2 separate regions of the Bombyx mori genome follow, and region 2 is linked to region 1. Evidence: chromatin contacts called from public Hi-C data. All regions are on one chromosome and are shown on one strand. The core of a region is the stretch at or near the end of the contact, and the rest is flanking DNA. Distances in the headings are between cores, read along the strand shown. Region 1 has its middle 31 kb from the start of PKG-I. Region 2 overlaps PKG-I (protein kinase, cGMP-dependent, type I).

Region 1 (3,192 bases), core at 511-3,010:
TTTGCTGGCCGTAGTCTACGAGATGCGATGCAGCTAACAAACTGTACGGTTGCCAATTCAGGGAAACGAAAATGCTGGAAATTTCTCCTGACAAAAACATATTTTTTTGGTTTGGTTGTATGTTGAACTTATTCTATGTCAACGTTTTATCTTAGATTACCGTCGAGTTGATATATTGAGTAAGAAATCTCAGCGGATTCATCACCTTCTGAGCGACCAATTCTTATGAAAAATAATGATATTGGACGATGGTTATTCGTCTTCATTACTCAGTATGGACTAATCTGTATGATGCTATAACTATGAGAAGCCTCCCTGGCTTGCCCTAAGAAAAATATTCACACGGTCGAATGGTATAATAATGGTATGATGTTAATATTCACCTGATTATTATTTTTATTATTTTATTACAAAATTATAATTTGCGTAATTACAGGTGGTAGGACCTCTTGTGAGTCCGCGCGGGTAGGTACCACCACCCTGTCTATTTCTGCCGTAATGTGTTTCGGTTTGAAGCAGTAATGCGTTCCGGTTTGAAGGGTGGGGCAGCCGTTGTAACTATAGGTACTTGAGACCTTAGAACTTATATCTCAAGGTGGGTGGCGCATTTACGTTGTAGATGTCTATGGGCTCCAGTAACGACTTAACACCAGGTGGGCTATTAGCTCGTCCATTCTAAGCAATAAATATACATATATATTTAAAAAAGCCGCACATTTAGAAAAACGCATTTGTTCCGTTAAAAAAATCAAAATAATGCGTCACACAGGTATCATCTGTTATACAGTATTATTGAACAATAAAACGAACATTCAATATAATTAATAATAAAAACAGAACAGGAACATAATAGCATCATATTAGAGATCTTATCCGGGAAATATTTCAAAGAAATCTGTTAAAGAAAATTGGTTATCTGAAGCATTCACATCGAGTCTGGCAACTCTGTGAATCGAGAAATGAACGATAAGCGCACAAGTTAGGCAAGCGACATCTAATGATATATCTTAAGTAAATTTTCGAGGAATAAACATTATACGGAAATCTAAAAGTACTTTTTCATATGTTTGTTTATGATTTAAATGTGAAGTAATTGACTGTTATCTGTAACAGTATTGTTTCGAAGGAAAATTTCAATAAGTGGATACTTTAAACTGATAGATGCTTCTCTTATCTGTAGCTTTACATGTTTTAGTTTTTTTTTTACATACAATACTTCAGTAATAAAAAAATTAAGAAATATTAAAAAAAAGTATCCAACATCTGGTTTAACAGAAATAAAAGGTATTCGTTAATCGCCATATTTTTCAGAATTATAATTATGATAAATTCGTCACCTTTTTGTTACCATATTTTAAATCGAAATGCTATAAGTCTTTGATTTTTATTCCAGATTCGAATATTTTTAGTAAATAGAAATTTCAAAACTGATACATATAGTTTGACGTTCTTTATGGCGGTAATGTTTGATTTTGGATAATATCTAAAAAGCTTTAGGTAATAATTGTAACACGTGCCTAAAGATGACTGAAACATCAAAATTAGATTTATTGGATAGATAGAGCATTTCATTTCTTGAAGCTGACACATTCTGCATTAGTCACATTCGACCTTGTTCATTTCTATTTTACAGTTGTAATTTGTAGCAATATTCAAGTGAATATTTTTATAGCAAACTAGAAAACTTAATAGAACATCGTTGTTTTAGAGTCGTAACGCCATCTATCGTTATATAAAAAAACGTTACACAAACCGCCATCTATTGGTGAATAGCAAATTAACAAAAACAATAATGTAACTTCAAAAATATTAATAGATGGCACTATTTAATTATGTTGTGATTTTGTATAACGATTATTATATCGGTTGCCAAAAAAAAAAAAGGAAATTCCTGTCAGTTCGAAAATCTTTATGTACAACTTATTATATTATAATTTAATTCAGGTGTCTATGAATATATTTTTATAAGCATTTCCAATTACCTCGTAAACAATGAAGTACCGAGTTATTAGTACCTACATAAGTAATGTATTACTAATTAATTAAGTAGGTAGGTAACAAGCACCTATTAAAAATAATTAAAAATTAATTAAGTAGATAATAAGCACCTATTAAAAACAATAATAAATGGGGAACCGGATTAAATATGACTTGAATGCTTCTTTCTCTAGAATTTAGTTACTTCAAGCTGCACATACAAATCCTTTTGTATTTTAATTCAAACAATCTTACGCAAATTCTATGCGGAACGTGCTAAAATTACCTAATTCATATTTTGAAACTAAATTACTGGACTAAAATTTCAAATACCAAACGTTCTGCATTTAGACTGGGCGTGTATGCTAAGCATACGCAGCCGAGTCGACAACTAACAAGAAAATATTCAACTCCTTATCGCTCAATAACAATTCGAATAACACGACGGAAAGTTTACGATTCGTGTACCTACTACGGGTATGCCACGAAGGCGTCTTCTAAGGTTTATTTCGATATGAAAAACACTATTATTTCATAATGACCTCTGGCATGTTTTTTTATTGCTTAGATAAATGGACGAGCTTACGGCCCGTCTGGTGTTGAGTGGTTACCGGAGCCCGTGGACATCTACAATCTAAATGCTGCCACTCACTTCGAAAGATGAGTTCTAATGTCTCCGTTTTTACAGTATAACTACTGCCCCAGTCTTCAAGCCGAAACGCATTACTGCTTCACGGCATAAATAGGCAGCTGAACAAAAGCTAAAACCTAGTATTTGATTAGAATCCGAATTCATGTCAGCAATTCATTAAATATGTAGTTTTTAGCGAAGATTTACTCATGTTAATATTTTAAAAAAACCACCTCTGGGGAATAATAGTTTTTTTTTGTCAGAAGGAAATTGCCGGACCTCCGCCCTCCACTGGGGATGGCGGGCGGAGCATAACGGAGTCGAACCGACTAAAACCTCCTGTCGCTCAACAAACAACGTCCAAACCTCGCATGAGACAAAACTCATGAAAAGACAAAGGGGGGAAAGTGAAGCGTTTAGTGCGGAGCACATCTCTCCCATCACCCTCCCCTTCGGGACGCCGGACCGGTGGTCGTCGGCGCGACGACCATCAGCCCTCTCAGTCGGCAGGCTATCCGAAGCCCGCCTAGATGGCGCCAGTTAGAGTGAGTTGGGGAATAGTAGTAGGTATGTTATGTTTCTGG
Region 2 (3,338 bases), core at 12-2,511, 56 kb before region 1:
TATGGATATATAGATTATTTACAAATAGTTATTGGTAGTATTTCTGTAGCTATTCTGTAGCAAGAAAATAAACTGCCCATAGCATTGAAATTTATTGACAAGTGATGTAGTGACACACTCAACGCTGCTGCTCATGAGTTGTTAGGTCTACTTCGGAGGCGCTCGGGCAGCTGTTAGCAAATCCCACCCCTCCTGGCTGAGCCTTTGCTCGCCCACCTGTCCTGGTGAAACTGGAAAGGCCCCCGGGCTATCATACATCAAGCATAAAAAAAGCTACACTCAACGATCCCATCCGCACAGCCGATGATAGGTAGGGCTGAGGCAGGATAATCCAGGAGATAGTTATCAAAGATGGCCACGATGCTGAGAGCATTGAGGATTATCGACGCAAGAAGGATGTAGTGAAAAGCCGTTTTTCAAAAGACATTGTTCAGATTTTTGTTTTGAATATTTCTGTATGGCACTTTCGGGCACCAAGTCTGTCCTAAAGCGATAAAACTTGAAGATAAAACATAAAGAAACTACTTAATCGTAGTAAAAAGCCCTTTTTCAAAAGACATTGTTCAGATTTTCGTTTTGAATATTTCTCTGTATGGCATTTTCGGGCACCAAGTCTGTCCTAAAGCGATAAAACTTGAAGATAAAACATAAAGAAACTACTTAATAAAAGACTAACGTACATTTGAATCGATGAGGCGGAATTTCAAAACACATTACGGATGCTATCCTCTTGTATATCCTCATACATATAATAAAAAGATAATGTTATTTTAACAAACACTTTGGCGAGACCTCGGCACGAGAGGTTTATTTAAACAAGGAGATTTGAAACTATTGAAGTTTAATTGCAAAGTCGACACCGTAGGTTTTGTTAATACTCGAGTTTTTTCTGGTTAAAATTTTGTACACGAACATTAATCACCGTAGGGCGCGTACAACTACTAGACTACAACCACTTTCAGAAATATTCTATATCGGCTTTGGTTTTTCGATGAATATAAAATAGCAAAGTTAAATATAAATAGACGCTATATCCTATTTTAATTTATGTTTCAATTATCAAACGAGCTTATACATTGTATAAACAATAAACTCAAAAGTAAAAAAAAATCTGAATGAAGAACAACAGTAACAAAATATAACAAACAATAACAGTAATCTAATTTAAAATTAGAGTAGATGAGAATCCATTTACTTTAAAAATAATTTATGCTTTTGCCATCTAGTGGCGAAAATTTGCAACCATAGTTCATCTACTCAATAAATGGTGGCGCTGTAAAATTTACAGATTGTTCTCATAGATGGCGCTTCTTATAGATTCCAATGAATCTAACAATACTCGTTTAGTTGATTTTATTTCAATTAATTGTCTTGTCAAAATGTTTACCAGGATCACGCAAAAATTCACTAATTTAAATATACGATACCAAGTGGGTGAACTGCAATTTTAAAGTATTTTATTACAAATACAGTAAAAGTTTAAAAAATATTTATTTAATCAACCAACTGTATCAGGAAATCGTTTTTTTTTTTCCTACCTATGCTGATAGCCTTGAGAGGCAATGTCAGCTTACCCTAGCGTGTGTAGGTGAGCTCACGGGGCTCTAACCGGAGAGTTGCTAACACTGACCCTAGCAAGAGCAGTGCTTCGCAGAATCTACCACCGGATCGGAAACGCGACCCACTGAGAAGATCCGGCGAGAAACTCAGTGGGCCGTATTTTGTAATAAACAGAATGCATCGAAGATTTTACATTTTCATAATAAACAAAATACTCAAAGGTACCAAACATGGCAAACTGACATTAATCTATTCATTGGCAATTCGTTCACAAAAGCGGTCACCGATTCCAATAACGATGTCCGGAATCGGTTAAATTGATTGCGTCGGCAAAGATCGGCTCGCAGCGCCTCACTGGCCGCCACTAAAAATAGATCACTCAATTGACAATTCATTGTAATTTACCGAATTGAAGATGACAACTTTGTCGTTTTAACACTAATTGAACGTTAGATTTGATGCTTCATAGTTAAAGAGAAGGAAAAAAAAAACATTAGAAAACGTGTTCTAATGAGTGAAACCGGTGCAAGGTAAAAAAATCAGGAAATGAATATAGCAACACTGGAAGTATTAGTAATCGTAATCATTAAGGGCTTACACTTGACAAGCCATGCAAATGCCATAAACATAGCATAGGAAAACTACGAGCACTATATTTTTTTTTATTGCTTAAATGTCTGGACGAGCTCATAGCTCACTTGGTGTTAAGTGGTTACTGGAACCTATAGGCATCTACAACGTAAATGCGCCACCTACCTTCAGATATAAGTTCTAAGGTCTCAAGTATAGTTACAACGGCTGCCCCACCCTTCAAACTGAAACGCATTACTGCTTCACGGCAGAAATAGGCAGGGTGGTGGTACCTACCAGTGCGGACTCACAAGAGGTCCTACCACCAGTAATTACGCAAATTACAATTTTGCGGGTTTGATTTTTATTACATGATGTTATTCCTTCACCGTGGCAGTCAATCGTGAACATTTGTTGAGTACGTATTTCATTAGAAAAAATTGGTACCCGCCTGTGATTCGAACACCGGTACATCGCTCAACACGAATGCGATGGACGTCTTATTCTATGAAACTAAAGGCAAGATGTAAGAATCGATAGATAATAATAAGATAAATCCCAGAGCACTTGAAGCTAGTGCACTAAATACTAAGGAGTAAGTACATCAGTATATCAACAAAGTAACGAAGGCCCTATTTAGATTTAACGTTTCATCATAAAGAACAGCTGTATGCAGTGCATATTATGCCATATTACACATTCACTATTAAAATAGCCGTAACGTGGATGCATATGTAAATAGATGGACATACTTTAATTAATGTCAACAGGTTTGATGGCGATTTAATCCGATAACGCGACGCACCTAGTTCCACTCGTAGGGCTGTCTCGATTACCCGTTTTTATTCACAAAATATTAATACCTATATAATGTATTATTTTATTCAAATAAAAATAAAGTTTACTATGGGAAAAACTATAGCACACATTGAGTTGCTCTATAAAGAGAAACACATTTAAGACTTGCTTCACCACGTTTTTTATGTTTTTTTTATATCTTACAATTCTAAAATGTTTTTATATTTCTTTCTAATCTTTCAATATTCAAATTTTTATGTTATCTTTATAACAGATTAACCTCTTTTAAGATAATTCGTATAGAGGTTACACCTATATGAGAAGTTAGACAAAGGGTTTTTGACATCAAAATACAGATATGGAATTGGTACAAATAATCATATTTGTATGTATGTAACTTGATCAGATTG

What was found. Hi-C and Micro-C count contacts between places; a contact is called where the count stands out from the background.
Region 2: a Hi-C map of middle silk gland shows a contact between it and region 1, with 2.9 times the contacts expected there. The contact joins two enhancer-like sites. A contact is called at or near these places in 3 of 7 Hi-C or Micro-C datasets (middle silk gland, an unstated tissue and whole pupa).

The regions. Positions count from the first base shown.
Region 1 is chr3:6,225,334-6,228,525 of ASM3026992v2, reverse strand. No RefSeq gene overlaps it. Among protein-coding and RNA genes, the nearest start is that of PKG-I, 31 kb to the left of the region's middle. Within about 2 kb of position 1,760, at least 4 of the 8 cell types and tissues checked have open chromatin away from gene starts, as enhancers often do.
Region 2 is chr3:6,280,519-6,283,856 of ASM3026992v2, reverse strand. The region is part of intron 1 of PKG-I (protein kinase, cGMP-dependent, type I); the gene reads right to left. Among protein-coding and RNA genes, the nearest start is that of PKG-I, 24 kb to the right of the region's middle. Within about 2 kb of position 1,261, at least 3 of the 8 cell types and tissues checked have open chromatin away from gene starts, as enhancers often do.